2 separate regions of the Zea mays genome follow, and region 2 is linked to region 1. Evidence: chromatin contacts called from public Hi-C data. All regions are on one chromosome and are shown on one strand. Each heading gives the region's core, a stretch centred on a gene start, on an enhancer-like site or on the middle of the called end of the contact. The rest is flanking DNA. Distances are from core to core; before and after follow the strand shown.

What was found. Hi-C and Micro-C count contacts between places; a contact is called where the count stands out from the background.
Region 2: a contact with region 1 is called in a Hi-C map of endosperm, with 2.5 times the contacts expected there. The contact joins the enhancer-like site here to the promoter of LOC100274261 in region 1. A contact is called at or near these places in 2 of 25 Hi-C or Micro-C datasets (endosperm and leaf).

The regions. Positions count from the first base shown.
Region 1 is chr3:89,792,772-89,798,357 of Zm-B73-REFERENCE-NAM-5.0, forward strand. LOC100274261 reads right to left here and starts at 3,403. Exons shown (of 2, transcript NM_001148625.2): 1 at 600-3,403. The coding sequence starts at 3,353.
Region 2 is chr3:89,953,001-89,958,158 of Zm-B73-REFERENCE-NAM-5.0, forward strand. No RefSeq gene overlaps it. Among protein-coding and RNA genes, the nearest start is that of LOC100274261, 160 kb to the left of the region's middle. Within about 2 kb of position 1,346, at least 17 of the 20 cell types and tissues checked have an H3K27ac peak or open chromatin away from gene starts, as enhancers often do. A contact at or near this core is called in endosperm and leaf, where this site is marked.

The DNA of each region.
Region 1 (5,586 bases), core at 2,153-4,652:
GTATTAATCCAGCGCTTTGTTTATTGGATCGTTTTTTGTTGCATGCATGTGATTGCAGCACAATAATCGCCTCAATATTAATCAAATGTTGGCTACCAATTTTTTATTAGATCATTATTAATTAAGCTGAAAGAAAAAGGGAAAATACCCATGCAAATGCCTGTTCGGTTCTGTCTATGAGTTAAATCCTGTCTCGACATACGAGTGACGCCTAATATTACAGACTTTCTCTAAGATACAAGGATAGCTTAGAAACCAGACTGGAGGGAGTAGAAGACGATATAACCATATAAAGACATAGTCCAAAACTATAGGATTTCACATGTGACATGCCAATTAAGTTAATTAACAGGTATGGAATTAGTAGGAACTAGGAAGAAATACAATCCCTGATTCAGAGTTGAACCTATGATACAAATTCCATGGAACTATATGCTCAACTTCAATATTAGCTACAGCAGAGTTTGCTCAGTAAAAACACTAACTGTCAAGCAGAATTTAGTAATGGGATGGCATCATAACATTAAACTAATGTTTGAGGGAATGCATACATATATTGAACTTTCAAGGGAAGAAATTCCAAGAATAGTTGGACTCACATGTTGGGATACTGCGCGTGGCAGTTGTTTTGCTTCAGCTGGGGAGTAGTCCATAGGGTTCCAACTCTTTTTACCAGGTGGTATAAGGTTTTCATCCCATGTTACGAAGTATAGATCCCCATCAAGATCACTCCCAGATGCTTCATTCGCGTGCGGCCTCTCACCTTTCTTGGGGAAGACCAAGCAATCAACAAGGTGATGCAGTTCAGGCACATCAACAGCTTCAAGGATTCGGACATCCCCTGGATGAAGGCATGGATTCTTTGCCATTACGATAGTACCCAGAATGGTCTCTGCATTTGTGTTTGCTGCAGACAATCTTGATCCATACTTCACCAGACAATTATTGAGTGATGGAGATGATGCCCGGATAAAGCACTGCCCTTGCTCAAGGATCCCAAGTTCATCAAGGCAGCCCATCAACCACCTTCCCTTGGGCACAAAAATCCTTGTCTTCTCCAAAAGACCTAGCAGCTGTGAGGACCTTATAGCTAACAGCATTGCTTTCAGGTGTGGCTCAGTTCCAGGTGAAATGCCAGCACTCAACATCAGTGCTGCAGTGGTTCCTTGCTCAGCACAAGAGGCGGTTACAATGTCAAAAGCAACATCAGAGTCTGACAAAATATTGTTGAGATTAGATAACATGGCTTCCTGCATTTGAGCAAAGATAGCATCCGGGACATTCAAGGAGGACAGTAATGTAATAATCTGACGATTTAAGAATCCTGGCTGAAACTTTGTCCACGAGACCACCTCTAACACAGTATGGTTAGACTCAAACTTGTGCATGCTCGGCCTCAGGGAAAGTCGTATCCCATCATTTTTTCCTTCCCAGACAGATATAACACCCTTGAAGCCTGCATACCTAATCTGGTAAGCAGATGGGGGATTATCTGTCAATTGCAGCTTCTGAGCAACTTCGAGTGCAAGGTCGCACGTAATCTTGCCAATTCCATCAGAGAAAATGTACCCGTTATGTTCAACTTCATCAAGACACTCATTTACCTCATGCGGCTGCAGCACCACCGTAGCATATGTAGAGGAGAAGCACTGCCCCATCCGAGCGGCATGCTTTGCTACATTCTTACTTGTGAACCGCCCCATCCATTTCCTAATGGTTTCCACTGTTGTCGTTCTGTCCTCTGCGAAGAACCATGCTGACCTGTCCCTCAGCTGGTTAGATGAGAATGCAAGAAACGAGTACTTCCTGCCACACATGTGGAATCCCTCTGTCAAAAACGTTTTAACACGCTTGTACACTGTTGTCTTATGCAGGAACGAGTTTGACATCAAATCTTTGACGATTTGTGCAGCAGAGAAATTCAGCACATTACTGTTGAGCATCTGCATTCTCTCATCCATAAAAGTAACCCTCAGAAACCGGTCTGAGACTTCACTATAATGCCGGATGACGCGATTAGAGCGCTCCACTTCTGGTGGCATGCAATAAGCCTTGGTGGGCGTGATTACCAGCCTCCTCACCTCAGAATTGACATCCCCAATCTTGTTGCGAAGATGTTTCAGGTACCTGGCAACCCTATCCTGCAGATTCTTCAGCCTCCCACATGCATCAAAAACTGGAAATTTGTCCCCCCAAAATTCCCTCAAGGCAGCCACATTCACATCATCCTCCTTCCTCTGGAGCAAACCGAAGAATTCAGGCGTGAGGTGGTGTTGACTTATTACTCCCTTGTGCACCAGAGCATTCACGAGGAACAACACCGGAAACTTGAGACCCTCGGCGTGCTGCACGCAGAAGAACAGGTCCTGCATCCGCTCCCCAAACTCAGGCTCATCACGCACGGTGAGCCCCCTCCTGGCCCCCCACCCTCCAACGCAATCAAGGATCGCCACCCTCCTATCCCTCATGTACGTCAGCGCGCGTTCCATCTTTGGCCAGAACCGCGGCGAGAATGTGATTCTATACGCACCGCACCGCCCAATCGCACCACTTGGAGTGATGTCCGTGGTCCGTATCCACGGGTCATCGTCGTCGAGCAGGTCGAACGGCACGGACACGTGGATGTCGTCATCCGCCGTGCGGTAACAGACCAGCGGTGCGGCCGATAGCCGGATCAGCAGCGAGCAGTCGAGCCGGAACACCCTGACTTCCGCAACATCGCGGACGGGGAACTGGAGCTTGACGTCGCAGCGCATCACCACAGACTCGCGGAACTCCCGGACTTTGAAAGCGGTGTCGCGGGCGAAGATGAAGTGGCAAGACCCGTCGAACGGGTCGACGGAGAACTCGAGCCCAGAGGCCGGGCCGCGCCAGGCGGCGATGAAGGCGTCCGAGGCCGGGAGATCCCCGACCTCGAGGCGCGAGCCAGGGAAGCGGAATGGCGAGACACTACGGCGGCGGGATGCCCGAAGGGAGCTGTCCTGTGCGGAGGCGGCGCGCAGGGGTTTGCCGGAGAGGATGAGCTCGGATCGGCCCGCTGCGTCGGCGGCGGCGCGCGCGCCCTCCGGGCGCGCAAAGTGGACGAAGGCGTGCGGAGGCACGCGATCGTACTGTGGCGGCGGCGCGGCGGCGGAGGTGACGGTGGGGAGAAGGAAGTCGGGATAGGCGTCCGGCGGAGTCCAGGAGGTCTTGAGGCGGCAGCGCCAGACCGAGCCCGCATTCAACTCGAGGAAGTCGGCGAGATCGAGCGCCTTGACGGTGGCATCAAATCCACCAAGGCTAACCTGCGTGGTCACCAGGTCGCCCGCGCGCGGCGCCGCGGAGGAGGCTGCCGCGCCCCGGAGCGATCCCATGGGTGGTCGGTTGCCGCGGATCCGTTGGGTGGATGCTGGAGGAGATAGCAATTGGGTCTCTTTACGCAGGGGTTTTGTGGGGTTGATTTCCGTTTTATTTAGGATCGGAAGGGGTTTAAAAAATTTCATAACCGAGCGAGGGATGGATGCAAATGCGAAGTGTGTGTTGCATGTGGTTGGGGTTGGTCGGTCAGTGGCCTCTCTCTTTTTATCCAGTCATTTATCTTTTTTCGCTGAAGAAAGTATAGGCATCCAGCAAAAAGAGGATGAAAAGTTTGATTGTATTGATGCCTGTGTTAGGAAACGTGCTACGGTGCTCGACATATCTATCACATTACATACAAATCTTAAGAAATCATGAATCGTTACCATTACACGCAGTACAGTGGAAGACTAGTTGGAGCGCCGATCTAACATGGGCACGCATCGATGAAGAGAAATTAGAGGATCATGATCGTCTCCTCCTCGTTGGTTGTTAGCGTAACAGTCGCAGCTGTTGGTCACTTGTTCCCGATTGGTATGTACAATCAATAAGGCAACACAATATTAGAAAGATGATCAACCTTCATCATTAAGCTGTCCGAATAAGTCATGACTTAATTGCATAAATAGGTGAAGAATGTAAAAGAATTTTAACATAACGACTCATCTCAGATGTATCAATATCATATTTCCTCTTTCGTATAATGAATTTACGATCGTACCTTCGACTCTAGAGAATGAATTAAAGTGAATGTGCTTTAGAGAAAAGATTACACACAGCAATTGTCCGAGCCTTCAAAAGGTACTTTATGCAAGGGCACTGCTCATCTATTTATAGAGAATCGTACAGCTTTGTACGAAATTATATTTACACCCACAAGGGTTACACAGAGAATTTACAAATAATACAAGGGCACATTGTCCTTTGCTTTGAGCATCCATGATGACTCTTTATATCGTCTCCATGTGTCGCTATGATGAAGTTAGCTTCGTCGCCCCTCCAATGTCCTGTATCGAAGGTATTCTGGTGTCGAAGCTCCTGCAATACTTGGCCACCAATGGTTAAACGTGTTTTTGATGACCTTCAAAAGACGAAGGCCCCCAATAGTAGCCCCTCTCAGTATTAGTTTGTTTCTTTGTAACAAACTCAGACTGCGAAACTGAAAGTCGCCTAGAGGGGGGGGGTGAATAGGGCGAAACTGAAATTCACAAATATAAACACAACTTCAAGCCGGGTTAGCGTTAGTAATATAGAAACGAGTCCGCGAGAGAGGGTGAAAAACAAATCCCAAGCAAATAAGCAAGTGAGACACGGAGATTTGTTTTACCGAGGTTCGGTTCTCTCAAACCTACTCCCCGTTGAGGAGGCCACAAAGGCCGGGTCTCTTTCAACCCTTCCCTCTCTCAAACGATCCACGGATCGAGTGAGCTTTCTCTTCTCAATCACTTGGAACACAAAGTTCCCACAAGGACCACCACAAGTTTGGTGTCTCTTGCCTCAATTACAAGTGAGTTTGATTGCAATGAAAGAATCAAGAAAGCACGATTGAAAAAAGCCAAGCGACAAGAGCGACAAATAACACACGGATCACTTTCTCTCTCAAGTCACTAATCACTAATGATCTCTTTTCTCAATTGTGAAACTTGGAGAGATGGAGGCTTTGAATGTGTCTTGGAATGGATTGCTAGCTCTTGTATTGAATGTTGAAGGTTGGAATGCTTGGATGTAGTGAATGGAGGTGGTTGGGGTTGTATTTATAGCCACCAACCACTTCCTAGCCGTTGGGCCTTTCTGCTGAGCGCGGACGGTCCGCCCTCCTGGTGCGGACGGTCCGCCCCTGTAGATCAACGGCTGAAGATGCAACGGTCAGCAGTAACGGCTATATCAACGGCTATATTGCATTTAATGCGACGTCAGATGTCAGACAGAGCCAGTCGCGGACGGTCCGCCCGCCTGGCCCGGACGGTCCGCGAGGCCGCTAAAATTCATTTCTCCGAACCCGTCACCTTCGGGTTTTTCGGTTTCTTACCGACCGGACGGTCCGCGCCTGAGGCCGGACGGTCCGCGCGAGGGCTCGGACGGTCTTTGCTTTTCCTCCGGACAGTCTGTAGTGGAAACTTGTGTTTTTGCATTGGTTCTGTCCGAGGGTCATCCTTGTGTCGCGGACGGTCCGCCGCAAGGGCCCGGACGGTCCGCGCTTGGCCTGTTTTTCCAAAAAGCTTCTCCTGTCCGGAATAATCTACGGTATTC
Region 2 (5,158 bases), core at 96-2,595, 160 kb after region 1:
GCTGCACAGTCGCAACCATGATTTAATTAGAAACTTCTTGTCAAAGGATGTTTGTTTTTATCTAGTCGTGCGCACTAGTTAATTCAGTTCATGTCGTTATGGTTACCTTCCCATTGCTAGCAGATTATTAATGTCTAGTATGTTTTCTTATCATGATATCTGTTTATATTCTATTGCTTCCTCGTTTATGCAATTTTCAAAGGAGATGTTGTTGAAATTTTATACTAGATTATTAGAAGTGTAGTTTTAGTAGCACCTCGAGGTGTTTGTGGACCTTGGGGTGTTACAGTAACCCCACACTGTTCACGCTTTATTGGAAGGTTGTACTCTCATTCTCTCCTTCGAGCAAGTCGAAGGTACAAATGTAATATGCAGCTTGTATCACTTTATTAACATGTAATGCAGATATCGACATTATTCTGACATGTAATATGAAATGAATGCTTGTGTGATGCATTTCATGCTAGAATTTTTGTGTGATGCATTTGAGTTGACTTGGAACCTTGGTTTAAAACAAATTCGAATTATAAATTAGAAAGGGAGAAAAAAATAAAGAGAGAAACATGCTACTCGGGCTAGGTCCCTGTTTTTGGCCCACTTGGCCTTTCGGGCGAGCGCGACCACAGGCCCAACAGCGGCCGCACGGGGTTTTTTTGCGCCGACATGTGGGCCAGGGGGTCAGCGCCTTAATCCCACACTTTGGTCTCGCTACTCACCGGGGCCCACTCTTCAACCATAGGATGTGTGTGCACTCAGGTATCGGCTTCACCACCATGGGAGCCCAGTCCAGCAGCAGACGCTTCTAGAACGAGTTTGTTAGGGTCCCTTAGATCTCGGTAACCACCATGGTGTGGTCCTCCCGCACCAGCCGGGTGAAGGGTATCCTCAGCCCTTGGAACAATAAAACCGAAATCATGTTCGCCGTGAGTGCCATCAACCAAAGAGGAGGGAAGTGAGGCTGCAGACGAGGACTGACATTGTTGCACTCGTTCCATCAGTGGAGACTACTCAGGGCGCTTCGTGGAAGCACGACGGGTGTCGTGGGGGAGGGTTCAGAGGCCACGATTGATCAGAGCACACAGAATCGCTAACTAGAGTCAAAATCCGTTGTGGAGCCGCAACACGTCGAGAGCAGCTACCTCAACGCCACCGTTTTGGGTAAGCACACCTCCGATCACTTCGCCTTCGTCTACACTTCGCCCGGCACCAATCCACGTTGGGAATTAATCCTAGGGAGACTGTATTTCACCTCGCCGGTGAACTCTCGGTCATGGGGTGCGGCGGTGCCGGCCTCACGCGGTTGTGGGGTTGGGGATGACATGGCAGTCGTTCGTCTCTGGATGTGCGACTAAGATTCGAATCCTCTTACCCCTTCACTCCATAAAACCCTGACCGTTCATCTATCGGCGAGCGATCCAGATTAGCTTATAAAATGCCACTTCGACCGGGATGTCGTGGACCATGGATCCACGATCTAACGACCCAGACGCGAGCATACCCCTTCATCGGTCAGAGTTGTTAAATAGACCCTCGAGTTTTTAAAATTGAACCTGCCGTCCTCTACAGTTTAAAAGAAATTACCTAGAGGTCCTGCAATTTATGAGTTAAACCATGAATTCTTTGGATTTAGTGACCGCCGCCCACAGGCCACAGCCCTAGGAAATTCTTGATTTAATAAAATAAAATGAAATTTTAATATAAAAACAATTCTAGAAATCTTATAAAGATCATAACTTAATCGTTTTAAATCTGATTGAACCCATTCCGGTCGCGTTAGCTTCGTAATAAAATTGTCTATGTAGTAATAACATCATCTATACCTTGTCACATATCTTTATAATTAAATATTGCGTAACCTATATCTATTTGAGTTTTGCACCTAAAAACATTGTTCTACCCATAAATTTTTTGTTTTAACTCCGAATTTAGTGGTTCTAGATCCTATGATTTTGTAGCAACACGTAGAATAGTATTATGCAGTTGTTTCATTGTTTGGTGTGATGTTAATTTCTGTCTCTAAATTGTTTGTTTGTATTGTTGTAAGTAGACGAACAAGTGGCCGAGAAACCCGAAGCCATCCAAGTAGAAGAATCTGAGCAAGAGCTCATTGAAGGCAAGTTGTGCCCTTGACCACTCTTCTTTATCCAATAATGTTCTCTATAATCACTATGACATGCTCAGGTTAAATTTGATGGGACCTAATAAGCTGCCCTAGTTTTGTCTACCTCACACCTTACATACAAATGAATTATTGGGTAGTTGGCTATGCTCTACCTGGTTTTGGAAAATAATGCTATAAGACATATGATCATATTTTATTATTGTTACTAGATTATTTATTGTTCATGATAAGATTATGATAATACTTGGAACAGGGAGCTTAACTTTGAGATAATAGTGCTACTACAAGGGTGGAATAGGATGCCCTTGGCTGACTAATTAGGAAAGCTACGGTGTGAGGAGCTGCCGGTACAGGGAGGTTCTCGGGTCCATCATGCTACGATGGCTTTTCGGACGAGGGATACCTATATCATCCCCTTCTCGCAGAAACCGTAGCAGGTTTTCTGAAGCTAGTGGAACTTTGTAAAGGCCTCGTAGTGCTACCCTGCCTCGTCTCCTCGGTAGAGATAAATGGGATTTCTAGACCCATTGGAAGATGGGTAACACGGCCTGTGGGTAAAGATGTGCAACCTCTGCAAAGTGTAAAACTGGTATTATCAGTCATGCTTACGGTCAAGAGCCACTTAGGACTCTCGCATGATTAACTTATGAAATTTAAACTTAAACTGTCATATGCATTGCATTGTGGGATTATTTATCAATTGTGATCTCTTATTTTATTTGGATGATATACACTTATACTTAGTAACTGCTAATAAAATTTGACCAGCATATTAAAAGCAATGCTCATCCTTAACCATTATTTGTTGATCAGCCTTACACTACACATGAGCCCCCACCATAAGTGAGCTCAAACACATTATTCCCCACAACTTATTGAGCAATGAATATCTATGAGCTCACTCTTATGATAACCCACCCCACACACAGGTGAAGAGCGCCCACAAAGGAGGACTACTACGATGAGTTTGACAAGATCTAGGTGTCGTCTCCCAGTCAGCTTGATGGTGCCGAGAAAATAATATTAGTTTGATTTATTTATTATCAGTTATTTTGTAAGACATTTTTGTTATGTTATAAAATTGGTGACATTTTTCTCTATACACTGAGACATTGTATGTGTCGATCTTCTTTGGCGCACATATGAGACGCACTAGGGTTTACCCTTAAAACCGGGTGTGACAACCAGACAGTCTGACGACTGTACGACCAAAGTGTCCGCTCTCGGGCTTGGCCAGGTCCCGCTGGCTATAAATCACCGAACGGTCCGGTGCCACCCCCCTGACAGTTTGATGCGAGGACAACCAACGGCTATCAGCCATGTCAACCAGCTCCAACAATCAGATGGAGCACCAGACAATCCATTGGCCCCACTGGACGGTTTGGTACCCATCGAAGAAACAAAGTAACTAATCAGCAATCTTTCGACCGTTGTACTTTGCACTGTCCGGTGCGCCACCAGATAGTCCGATGCACTTGCAGACAGGGAAGGCTGGGAGCTTCCAAATGAAGCTACAACAGCTCCTAGGTCCCTTGGGGCTATAAAAGTGTAACACCTCGGGTTCCACAAACACCCCGGAATGCTACTAAACTACACTTCTGACATCTATATATAAAATTTTGGCAGCATCTCCTTTGCAAAATTGCATAAATGAGGGGCAACAGTGTATAAACATATATCATGACAAAAACATACTAAGTATTATTAATCGGCTAGCAAAGGGAAGTTAAACATACGACATGAACTGAATTAACCAGTGCGCACGACTAGTTAAAAAAACAAACTTCCTTTGACAACAAGTTTCTAATTAAATCATGGCTGCGCCTGAGCAGCGTTATTATGAGAGTGAAAGTGGACGTGCTGCTACTCCCCTCATTCCCAACATGTATCAAGTACCTGCATTTAGTAATGCAAGAGTGAGATGACACATCTCAGCAAGTAAAATAATATCAAACTGTTTAACCACATAAGAACATTGTTTTACCACCACTTGATTTCACAACCTTCTTATTATGAAGGTGCGACACGTATACAACGTACAACACACCTAGCTACCACACCTCGCAGGTAGAAACCACAATAGTAACATAGTAATGTCACACTTCATATATACCTCATGAGTGCAAATGTCTGCAAATGCAAGGATGACTTCTGACTTCATACCTCTAAGGATATGAAGCCGCATCGTACCCCTCCTCGGGCAACGTACGATGCTAAAAAATATACCGGTACGGTCGGACCATAAGATCACGACATAACTTCAAAATGCAAGATGGATGATACGATGTGCATGACATGCCTACAACACTTCATATAACGTGATTCAAAAAGATACTTCAACTTCATCCAAGATGAGAATCAACCACATATATCATTACCAAATCATGATCATCCACAATATTAGACAATTAAGAATTAATACTTTTGAACAAATAAACTACATCATAGAATTCAATGATTAACATATTTAAAACTTATGCATACTCAATGATAGGGAATAGGATGCAAACCAAACGGTAGCAACCACCACTGTATTTACTTGCCTTCACCGGGAATTTGGAATGGTACTAAGTCGGAAGTCCACCACCTGTTTTTGACACACACCTTACTGCACAAATTCACATAACAAACTCTAATAAACAACGCCGCACCTACGCACAATTCCAACCTGTCGCGAGCGACAACTCTCCCCATCACCACCAAATTGCAGCGGCGTTGTTTGATAATTTCATAACTTTAAAATTATAACAGCAGTGATATCAATCAAAAACTCCGGAAGCATCTACATAAAATTCCCCACAAGTTTTGTATTCAAAAGATAATTAAATTCCCACATCTACATAGCCCAAAACCGTCCACAAGATACATCATGCAATCTGTTTTTGGACAGCAACCTAGCCGGGTTCAAACAGCGATATCTCCTAATGCATAACTCCGAATCGAGCGCATAAGTAACTCGTTGGAAAGGTGTGACAAGGCTCTACATGATTCTCATACTGATTATCACTAATTTCCCACGAGAAATCCCCAGAAACT